2 separate regions of the Sus scrofa genome follow, and region 1 is linked to region 2. The links are chromatin contacts, called in public Hi-C maps. All regions are on one chromosome and are shown on one strand. The core of a region is the stretch at or near the end of the contact, and the rest is flanking DNA. Distances in the headings are between cores, read along the strand shown. Region 1 has its middle 72 kb from the start of SLC28A2. Region 2 has its middle 8.7 kb from the start of SPATA5L1.

Region 1 (5,955 bases), core at 1,519-4,018, 95 kb before region 2:
ATATACAGATGGCCAACAAACACATGAAAAAATGCTCTACATCGCTGATTATAAGAGAAATGCAAATCAAAACTACCATGAGATACCACCTCACACCAGTCAGAATGACCATCATTAATAAATCCACAAATAGCAAGTGCTGGAGGGGGTGTGGAGAAAAGGGAACCCTCCTGCACTCTTGGTGGGAATGTAAACTGGTACAGCCACTATGGAGAACAGTTTGGAGATACCTTAGAAATCTATACATAGAACTTCCATATGACCCTGCAATCCCACTCTTGGGCATCTATCCGGACAAAACTCTACTTAAAAGAGACACGTGCACCCGCATGTTCATTGCAGCACTATTCACAATAGCCAGGACATGGAAACAACCCAAATGTCCATCGACAGATGACTGGATTCGGAAGAGGTGGTATATATACACAATGGAATACTACTCAGCCATAAAAAAGAATGACATAATGCCATTTGCAGCAACATGGATGGAACTAGAGAATCTCATAATGAGTGAAATGAGCCAGAAAGACAAAGACAAATACCATAGGATATCACTTATAACTGGAATCTAATATCCAGCACAAATGAACATCTCCTCAGAAAAGAAAATCATGGACTTGAAGAAAAGACTTGTGGCTGCCTGATGGGAGGGGGAGGGAGTGGGAGGGATCGGGAGCTTGGGCTTATCAGACACAACTTAGAATAGATATACAAGGAGATCCTGCTAAATAGCATTGAGAACTTTGTCTAGATACTCATGTTGCAACAGAACAAAGGGTGGGGGAAAAAATGTAATTGTAATGTATACATGTAAGGATAATCTGACCCCCTTGCTGTACAGTGGGAAAATAAAAAAATTAAAAAAAAAAAAAAAGGAGGCATAGCTGAGGACAGGAATACCGTACTGAAATTGGGAATTAAATGAATGTCAGAATTAGACAGTGATATTTCAGCCCCTTTCTGCAACTCAGCTCTGAGAATGCTACTCAAAAAGTACAAAAAGAGTTCCTGGTGTGGCTCAGCAGTAACGAACCTGACATAGTGTTCATGAGGACATGGGTTTGATCCCTGGCCTTGCTCAGTGGGTTAAGGATCAGGTGCTGCCATGAGCTGTGGTGTAGGGCACAGACACGGCTTGGATCTGGCATTGCTGTGGCTGTGGCATAGGGAGTTCCAGTTCGACCCATAGCCTGGGAACCTCCATAGGCAACAGGTGTGGCCCTAAAAAGAAAAAAAAGTAGAACAAAAGAGAGGAAAAATGTTAGAGAAAAAGGATAAGAAAGTTAAAAGTCAATTCAGGAGATCAACATCCAAATTCTAGGAATTCCAAAAAGAAAATCATGGGGAGAAAAATATCAAAGAAATAATTCCTAGAAAATATCAAAGAAAATGTCCTAGAAATGAAGAACATATGTTTCCAGAATAGAAGACTCATACCAAAGTTAAAATTATTGTTAAATTTCAGAAACAGACTCATAGACTTTGAAAATCTTATGGTAGTTTATGGTTACCAAAGGGGAAAGGTTGGGGGAGGGATGTACTGGAGGTTTGGGATTGACACATGCACACTGGGTATATGGACTGATGGGCCAGTAGGGGCCTGCCATACAGCACAGAGAACTCTACCCAATATTCTGTGATAATCTATGTGGGAAAAGCATCTGAAAGATAATGGACATGTGTATATGTATAACTGAATCACTTTGTTGTATAACAGAAATTATCACAACCTTGGAAATCAACTTGAAAAAAGGAGTTCCCATTGTGGCTAAGTGGATTAAGAACCTGACATAGTGTCCATGAGGAGGTGGGTTCGATCCCTGGCCTTGCTCAGTGGGTTAAGGATCCGGCTTTGCTGCAAGCTGCAGCATAGGTCACAGATGTGACCCAGATCCTTCGTGGATGTGGCATAGGTGAGCAGCTTCGGCTCCTATTCGATCCCAAGTCTGGGAACATGCATGTGCTGCAGGTGTGGCTGTAAAAAGAAAAATAAAACAAAATAAATTTTTAAGAAGTAGACCTTAAAAAAAATATTCAGAAAAATTGAGACAATTAGAAGGCAGAGGGAAAAGTTCTTGGTTGCCTGCGGGTTAATATTATGGACACCAGATGGCAATAATACCTCAAAGGGTCTATATCCAAGATGGTATTTTGTTTTTTTCTTCATAAAATTTCATCTCTTTCCAAAGCATTAGAAAGAGGTAGGCTCAGTTTGGATTCTTTCCATCTATTCATGCTCTATCAGAGCTCACTCTGATTTCTTCCTAAAAGGCTCTGCTAAAAGGTCATCATTCAGTCAGTCTGAAGGAAGGAAAAAGATTCAATTCTCTTTTGAAGAATGGCTTGTGTGGCTCTGAGGGGGGAAAAAGACTCTTAAGAGGATAGACTCTGAGCCATATTTTGTGAACAGGAGGACCTCTATCATGCAAGGATTATAAAGTGTTCATTTATGCTCTCAATAAGTTTTACTGATGCCCATTCTATGCCAGGTACTGTGCTAGGCAGCAGGAATACCCCAGTAAAAAAATCAGACATGGCTTTTGTCTTCATGGAGCTTACATTGTAAAGGGAGAAATATCCAATAAACAAGTTAAATCATATATGTATCTGGGGAATTTGATAGAGGTCAAGGTGGAAGCAAGCACACCAGTTAGGAAGCTATTACAGCTGTCCAAATGGGAGGTACAGGATGACTTGGATTAGGGTGATGCTAGGGGAGAGAGAAGTAGGTGAATTCAAGATATATTGGAGAGTAGAGGTGACAGTACTTGGTCATTGTCCAGAGCAGATGTGTTAAGGTGTCCAGGTTGAGCAAGTGGCTAGGTGGATGGGTTGCCATTTTCTCAGGTGGAGAACACGTGGAGAGAAAGAGGTTTTGGAGAAGGGGCTTGTGGTTAAAATCAAGAATCCAGTGAGGAATATTAATTAAATCAAACAGGTCTCTCTCCCCAGGCATTCAGATTCTGGTGGATGTCATCGATCCAGGCTAGGATGGAGTTTGCTCTGATTACTGCCCAGTAGAATGGCTTGGTTGGGAATATTTGTTTTAAATTGGCTCAGAGTTGGTGTTTATTAAGTTAAAAATTGCTTTTGCTCAGCCCCTCCCCTCTCCAGCAAGAGCAAAATCAGCTGAAATTTGCAGTGTTCCCCCACCCCCACCTCAAGGTAGGCCTTTGAGAGTTAAAGAGAACAGGCCAGAGCACCTTTTTTTTTTTTTTTTTTGTCTTTGTTGTTGTTGTTGTTGTTGTTGTTGTTGCTATTTCTTGGGCCGCTCCCGAGGCATATGGAGGTTCCCAGGCTAGGGGTTGAATCGGAGCTGTAGCCACCGGCCTACACCAGAGCCACAGCAACGCAGGATCTGAGCCGCGTCTGCAACCTACACCACAGCTCACGGCAACGCCGGATCGTTAACCCACTGAGCAAGGGCAGGGACCGAACCTGCAACCTCATGGTTCCTAGTCGGATTCGTTAACCACTGCGCCACGACGGGAACTCCAGAGCACCTTTTACATTTTGTTTTTTTGTACTCTGTTCAGAAATGGGACACAGTGTCAAAGACAAGAAGCTTCTAGAAAAGGCAAGACCAGTTGTTTTGGTGGCTCCTTGAGTTACGATGTACAGGTTAAGACCCTGACTGTGATTCTGAGATGACAGACATGAAAACTTCTTTCCTTGGCTCTGAGGATGAGACCTTTGCCTTATTTTGAACCCCACACAGTGCCTGATACACATGTACTCAGTAAATATATGTTTAATTGAAGCCACTCCGTCTGGACCAGGCTCCAGACCTGAGTTGCACTCTCCATAGGACTTGAAATACCTCATATTACCTGTTTCCCCAAATCGGTAAATGATAAGCTGTGTGCTGGAGGAGGTGCCTCTTCAGACTCATCATGGCTTAGGACCACAACACCAGGTGTGTTAGAAAAAGATACATCACCTTCTTTGTTCCTATACCCCCTCTCTGGGAATATTTTGACACTATCAACACATTTTAAGACAGAATTTATTTAGTCTTTTTAGGGCCTTACCTGCGGTGCATGGAGGTTCCCAGGCTAGGGGTTGAATCAGAGCTGCAGCTGCCGGCCTACACCACAGCCACAGCAATGCGAGATCTGAGTCGCATCTGCAACCTACACCACAGCTCATAGCAATGCTGTATCCATAACCCACTGAGCAAGGCCAGGGATCGAACCCTCGTTCTCATGGATACTAGTCAGGTTCATTAACCACTGAGCTGCAATGGGAACTCCTTAAGATAGAATTTAAAATTAACTTAGCTCTGAACATCAGTGTTTTCATTTGTGACCTGGAGGTTGAGTAGTTCTATACTGTGTCCATAGTCAACAGTTGCCTCAGTCACATTATTTTTTTTTCTTTTTTCTTTTTTCGTCTTTTGAGGGCCACACCCATGGCACATGGAGGTTCCCAGGCTAGGGGTCTAATCGGAGCTACAGCTGCCGGCCTACACCACAGCCACAGCAACACCAGATCCGAGCTGTGTCTGCGACCTACACCAAAGGTCATGGCAGCGCTGGATCCTTAACCCACTGAGCGAGGCCAGGGATCAAACCTGCAACCTCGTGGTTCCTAGTCGGATTTGTTTCCACTGAGCCGCAACAGGAACTCCCATATCTCTTCTTTTTAAGCTGAAGTATAATTGACTTACAATGTTGTGTAAGTTTTTTTGGGTACAGCAAAGTGATTCAGTTACACACATACACACATACAAATCTATTCTTTTCTATTATGGCTCATTATAGGATATTGAATATACTTCTCTGTGCTATACAATAGGACCTTGTTGTTTATCCATTCTATATATAACTGTTTGCATTTGCTAGTCCCAAACTCCCACTCCACCGCTCTCCTAACCCCGTTCCCCTGGCAACCAGAAGTCTGTTCTCTAGGTCTGTGCTTCTGTTTCTGTCTTTTAGATCAGGTCATTTGTGTCATAGTTTATTTTTATATTTATTTATTTATTTATTGCTTTTTAGGGCCGCATTCGTGGCATATGAAGTTCCAAGTCTAGGGGGTTTAATAAGAGCTATAGCTGCCGGCCTACGCCACAGCCACAGCAACAAAAGATCCGAGCCAAGTCTATGACCCACACTATGGCTCATGGCAGCTCGGGATCCTTAACACACTCAGTGAGGCCAGGGATCGAACCTGCATCCTCATGGATCCAAGCTGGGTTCGTTAACCACTGAGCCAAGAAGGGAACTCCCTTGTGTCATAATTTAGATTCCACATATAAATGATATCATATGGGATTTGTCTTTCTCCTTCTGACTTATTTTGCTTAGTATGATAATCTCTAGGATCATCCATGTAGTTGTAAATGGCATTATTTCATTACTTTTATGGCTGAGTAATATTCCTGTGTATGTGTGTGTGTGTGTGTGTGTGTGTGTATATATATATATATATATATATATATATATATGAATTATAATTTCATCTAGATACATGCCCAAGAGTGGGTTTATAGGGTCATATGGCAACTCTATTTTTAGTTTTTTGAGGAATCTCCATACTATTCTCAATAGTGGCTGCACTGATTTGTATTCCCACTAATAGTGTAAGGAGGGATCCTTTTCTCCACACCTCCTCCAGCATTTGTTGTTTGTAGACTTTTGAATGATGACCATTCTGACCAGTGCAACATGGTACCTCATTTGTAGGTTTTTTTAAATTTTTAATGATTTTTATTTTTTTCCATTATAGCTGGTTTACAGTGTTCTGTCAGTTTTCTACTGTACAGCAAGGTGACCCAGTTACACATACATGTATACATTCTTCTTTCTCACATTATCATGCTCCATCATAAATGACCAGATATACAGCAGGACCTCATTGCTTATCCATTCCAAAGGCATCTATTAACTCTCATTTGTAGGTTCGATTTGTATTTCTCTAATAATTAGTGATATTGAGCATCTTTTTGTGTACATT
Region 2 (6,181 bases), core at 1,246-3,745:
ATTTCTAAAATCCTTCCAGGTGATGCCAATGCTACTGGGCCATAGATCACTCTGAGTAGCAAGGACCCAGAAGACTGTACAGACCAAACTTTGTAGTCTGGCTGTTGGCAAGGATTTTTCATGAGGCCAGAAATTCCTGGGACAGAGCAGAGCTTTTCTCTCATGCTGCAAAGACCTTTGAATAGACATGGATCATTCACAAAGTACAGTCAGAACTTAGAGAAAGAAGAAGCTTGGTGACAAAAATAAATCACTGTTTCTTCTAATATAAGCTGAAGGAAGGAAAGAGAATTCTCTTCCTTAAAAAAACTGCTTTAGAGACAAACATAACCTGGACTCTCTGGTTCCTTTGATGTTGAAAAGAAGCACCCAAACCACATCAAAAGGACAATAAGTTAGTTTTACATAAAGATGAGTTTAGTGGAGAGGGGTCCTGTTCTAGAACTTGAGGCTTCTTATCCTAAAATTATGCTTGAGGATTTTAGGACAGCACTAATGTACATTTTATATGATTGCTTCTACTATTTTCTCACGAACAGTAAGCGGGTTTGTCTATCCTTCAAGATCGAAGACAGGGAAGCCAAACCCTTAGCTGCTTTCAAATTAAGCTAATGTGACATATGGAATCTACTTATTTAAATGTACAGTAATCCCTCACTAAGCAAAGGGGATTCATTCCAGGACCTGCATAGTTACCAAAATCTGCAGATGCTCGAGTCCCTTTTATAAAATGTTCGCAAATAATCTGTGCATATCCTGTCATATGCTGTATTTATTTTTTAAGATTTTTGGTTTATTCTATTATAGTTGGTTTACAATGTTATTTCAATTTCTGCTGTACAGCAAAGTGACACAGAAATATACATTCTTTTTCTCACATTATCCTCCATCAGAAGTAACTAGATATAGTTGCCTGTGCTACCTGCCATATACTTTAAATCATCTCTAGATTACTTATACCTAACACAACATACATGCTATGTGAATAGCTGTAAAGACAATGTAAAAACTATGTAAATAGTTACCAGAGTGCAGCACATTCAAGTGTTGCTTTTTAAAACTTTTTGAAATTTTTTTTACAAATTTTTTTCATGTTTTAAAGTTTTACTGAAGTATAGTGGGTTTCCAAATATTTTTGACCCACAGTTGATTGAATCCACAGATGCAGAACCTGGGGATACAGAGGGCAGACTGTACAATAAAATTATGGTTCCTGAGTGAAATGTAGTGTCTTTCTTAGGGTTGCTTGACTGTGAGAAGACTTTCACTTCATTGTATGTATAACAGCAGCCTGTATGAGATAGCTCTAGCCAGAAATGCAGTACTGAGGAACCAATACTGTGCTTGCTGATCTAGAGACCTGAATTCCAGCCCCTGCTCAACCAGTAACTATTTGGATGACATTAACCACTTGGACAAGTCACTTAACCTCTACAGTCCTAACTTTACAAACTACATGATCTCAGGCTCTCTTTCAAGTCCTAGTTTTCCACCACTCCATTCCTGTTTCTCAGAAAGATATTTTGCATACATTTCAAAATAATGCTTACCCCTGTTTATAATGCCATTAATAAAGCTGATTCTGCCAACTTTGTGCCTAACCCTTGAGCAGGTAGCAGCTTGAATGTTATGTCAAGTAGTTATCAGAGGAAAAATAGCTGAGATTCAACCTCATTTCTTGAGTAGATATGTTTGTGGTTGTAAGCTAGCTAAGCTAGTGGGGCTTAGTTAATATTATACAGAGTTATTGCTAAACTCTCCTTTTCCCCAGATAATGGCTAAAAATCAAAGTTTATACCGTAAATTATTACCAGTTGGCAAGATTCTGAATTTCTCATTCTGGGTAACAAATTTATATTATAGTTGACTTTAGTTGGAAAAATGACTCTGTTTCATTGACTGAATTATAAAAGGCAAAGAGGGAGTTCCTGTCGTGGTGTGGTGGAAACGAATCCGACTAAGAACCATGACATGGCGGGTTCGATTCCTGGCCTCACTCCATGGGTTAAGGATCCAGCGCTGAGCTGTGGTATAGTTCACAGATGTGGCTTAGATCTGGCGTTGCTGTGACTGTGGTGTAGGCCGGCATCTGCAACTCTGATTAGACCCCTAGCCTGGAAACCTCCATATGCCAAGGGTGAGGCCCTAAAAAGACAAAAGACAAAAGTAAAAAATGAAATAAATACAAAAAAATAAAAGGCAAAGAGGCAAAATGCTGACTGCTGCCTGAAGTCGATTCGTTTCCACTGTGCCACAACGGGAGCTCCTATCTCAGCTTTCTTGAATGTTAGAAATAGTCCCAGTATGTAACTCATAGAGTTGTTATGATGACTAAATAATACATGTAAAGCATTTAAAACACCACTCAACTACATGTTAGCTATCGCTATTATTAATAGGAACTGAAATGAGAAGGGGAACTAGTCAAGACAGGAAGACAAGTGAGGTCACATTGCTGAGAGCAATTTCAGAAATGGGGAAGATAGTAGGACTTTCCACATCTGCTTCTACAGTGAGTATTCTCTGCTCAGGACTGCAACACTCGTGTGTGTAACTCTTCACTCTGTGTGTGTGTGTGTGTGTGTGTGTAATATTTCAAAGTGATTTCGTATGTATCATCTCGTTTGATTATCAGTAGTCGAGGGAGATAACAATCTCTTCTTCAGTCTTTTGCAAATACTGCCCACTCTCACAGAACATGGGTAAGGCAAGCACAGGATGGACCCTTAGAGCTGCAAAGAACAGTTCAGGAGAGCACAGCAGACCAGCCCTTCTTATGTGGATTCCAAGAGGTGTTACTGGGTTCTTTACATGTCCCTGGAGATGAAATGTAGGGCTATTTTATTTCCCAGGAGGACCTTGTTGGATATTTCCTTAAAGCATTGTATTTGATCATCCTCATATCTTCACATTCACCAAATGTACTTCACATTCCCTGGTAGTAAACGTATTTTGCATATGCCTTGTCTAGTCTTAGCTATGTATCAGAAAGTAGCCATTTAAAGCATTTGCTCTGTTGAGCCCTGAAAGATACTTGTATTTCTGTGTTTTGTTGGTTTTTGCTGTGGTAGAAAGGCAATATCCTATGGAACAGTGCCACAAAAACATTTCAAATAGAATTGGGGGACCAGTGAAAAATGACTATATGGTAATGATAGAACATAATCTCTAGCCAAGTAATAGAAACAGGTATCAGAGAAGTTTTTGGCTTATTATTATGAATTAAATAATGATTAACATCGACCATTTACCATGTGCCTGGCAGTATGCCAAGTGTTTTATGTGAATATAATCAACATGATATTATAATATGCCTAGCATATAGCAAACAGTAGGAGTTTAATAAATATTTGTTGAGTAAATGAATATATGAGATAGGGATTTTATCCATTTTAAAAATGATGAAAATTAGGTTTAGAATTTTAAGCTTTGCTTAAGGTCATATAACTATTGAGTAACTAGTGAATCCAGTTTGTAAACCCAAATTTGATTGCAGTGTAACACAGTGTAGTGGTTCAGAGCAGGAACTTTGGAGCCAGCCCGACTACCTAGTTTTGAATCCTAGCTCTACCACTTACTAACTATGTGACCTTGTGGAAGTTACTTAGCCTTTCTGTGCCTCAGTTCCTTCATCTGTAAATTAGAAATAATAATCCCAACCTCCCAAGGTTATTGAGAGGATTAAATAAGATCATATATGTAAAACACTTAGAACTGTTCCTGGCACTCTGTAAACATAACTGTTACTGATTAGTAGAGCCTTATGTTACATACCGATAGAGCTTTCTAGCTTTCAAAAGAAATTTCCATTATTTCATAATATCCTAATAAGGTAGATGATAATCATTACAATTAATAAGTAGTATCTCATGGAATATAATCCATAAAAATATTGAATCACTATGTTGTACACCTGCAACTGTTATCATATTGTAAATAAACTATATTTCAATTTTTAAAAGTATTTCACTCCTTGCAATAATCTATTTTATAGATTATAAGAATCAGGCTCAGAAAGGTTCAATAGATTGCTCAAGGTTACACAGCAAGTAGTTGGACCCTGCTGGGGAAAGGCAGAATGAAAGCTGAAAGATAACCAAAACAGAGTGTCAACTCTTAAAATAAGGAGGGAGTATGGAGTTCCTGCTGTGGCGCAATGGGTTAAGAATCTGACTGCCGTGGCTCAAGATGCTGCAGAGGCATGTGTTTGGCCTAGGAACTTCCATATGCCCTGGTGTGGCCATTTAAAAAAAAAAAATAGGAGGGAGTAGAGGGAAGACAGATAGGAAAACACCTAGCTTATTCAAGGCATAATGAAGCCGTTCACTCAAAGAGGTGCAGGTCACATGATGAGGAAAGCCAGAGGAAGAATTGATGAATGTTTGCCTAAAGTCCATCTCAAAGGCACCAAAACAGGTCAGACTGTTTCATGGCAATGAAACATGTTGAGTGTGCTTGAAGTCAGAAGAGTTTGAAGGTCTGGGAGTAGCAGAACAACGTGGGAAGAAGTTTCCCAAAGAACACTTTGAAAAATGCCTAAGCATTCATAGCCACTCCCACACATTTTTTGGAGTGGGAGGGAACTAGTGACCTTCATTTCAACAGACAAATACAGTATTCAGGACCGAGGATAATGTGAACAATGCGATTATTCTAAAGAAAGTTCCCTATCTGCTTGAGAGGATTCAGAATGTGTATCTTCTTCCCTTTATCTTTAGTTTTGCTACTTTGGAACCCAGTGGATCAATTTTTCTGGAGTCAGTCCTCCCATTTTCAGGCCAAAAGGTTATAAGAGTTCTCCCCTTCTCCTCTGTCAGGGCTTCTTCCAGCAAGATCTTGCCAACCAGTGAGGTATAATGGTGCAACAAAAATGTTTTCACCTCTGCCTGACCTTTATGCCTTGGAAAATAGAAATTAAAGATTTCAGGAGTTCCTGTTGTGGCTCAGTGGAAATGAACCTGACTAGTATCCATGAGGATTTGGGTTTAATCCCAGCCTTGCTCAGTGGGTTGAGGATCTAGCATTGCCCAAGCTGTGGTGTAGGTCCTAGAGGTGGCTTGGATGTGGCGTTGCTGTGGCTGTAGCTGTGGCCAGCAGCTGTAGCTCTGATTTGACTCCTAGGCTGGGAAGTTCCATATGCTGTAGGTGCAGCCCTAAAAAGCAAAAGCAAAAAAAAAAAAAAAAAAAAAGAAAAGAAATTAAAGGTTTCATCCCACTCTTGGATGGAGTGGTGTATCAAAGGACTAGAGGAAACTTTGGTGAACTAGATACTACGAATAAACCATTTTCAAATGTTTTCCTATTTCTGTAGACCTTGTTTCTGGTTCAGTTTCCAAGATCAGATCTTATATAATATTGGACCTCTCTTAGACAAGTTTGAAAGATCTAGGACTTATTGAGAGAAATATAACCCCCAAACCAACCAAAATATAGTAGTCTCCTATCTGGATTAATATAGTGGCAACATTTGAAGAAACCAGAGGTATGGAGTTTAGAGGAAGCTATGGCAATAATCCAATAAAAATAATTAGATCCCTGTTGATAGTAGGAAGAGAAAAGGGGAGATAAATATTTAGAAGGTCAGAAGCTCATGGGTTTCCAATTGCATGTTATTCATCGTTGAGATACAGTATTTGCACATTCATGATTATGGCTACAGTCTTGAATTTTAGCAGACTCTCTTGTAATGATTGATTTAATTGAGCTTTTTTTAATGTCAAAAGACAGAAAAATGAATGACAGAAGTGGCAAGAGGGGTGAGCTCAGTCAGGAGCGGGAACATCCTTCTTGAAGATTATCTTCGAGGTCTACCTGGATAGAATCTGATGTGTCTGGAAAGAACAAGATCAAACCTGCCTGGCATGGGTCACCAGACTCTGTCCCCTAATTTCTTTCAAATTCGATTCACTAAGTATTTATTTAACACAAGTATATTATTCCACCACAGTACTAGAGTCCTGTAAAGTATACTATTTATATATATATATATATATATATATATATATATATTTTTTTTTTTTTTTTTTTTTGGCCACACTTACATGTGGAAGTTCTGGGGCCAGGAATGGAACCTGAACCACAGCAGTGACAACACTGGATCCTTAATCCACTGGGCCACCAAGGAACTCCCATAGATACCTTTTTTTTTTTTTTTTTTTTTTAGGGCCACACCTGGGGCATA

The links. A called contact is a pair of places that touch in the nucleus more often than the background predicts.
Region 1: a contact with region 2 is called in a Hi-C map of liver, with 2.3 times the contacts expected there. The contact joins two enhancer-like sites. A contact is called at or near these places in 9 of 47 Hi-C or Micro-C datasets (adipocytes, fibroblasts, liver and 5 more).

What each region holds. Positions count from the first base shown.
Region 1 is chr1:126,436,349-126,442,303 of Sscrofa11.1, reverse strand. No RefSeq gene overlaps it. Among named protein-coding and RNA genes, the nearest start is that of SLC28A2, 72 kb to the left of the region's middle. Within about 2 kb of position 2,768, at least 1 of the 83 cell types and tissues checked has an H3K27ac peak or open chromatin away from gene starts, as enhancers often do. A contact at or near this core is called in liver, where this site is marked.
Region 2 is chr1:126,340,820-126,347,000 of Sscrofa11.1, reverse strand. No RefSeq gene overlaps it. Among named protein-coding and RNA genes, the nearest start is that of SPATA5L1, 8.7 kb to the right of the region's middle. Within about 2 kb of position 2,495, at least 7 of the 83 cell types and tissues checked have an H3K27ac peak or open chromatin away from gene starts, as enhancers often do. A contact at or near this core is called in liver, where this site is marked.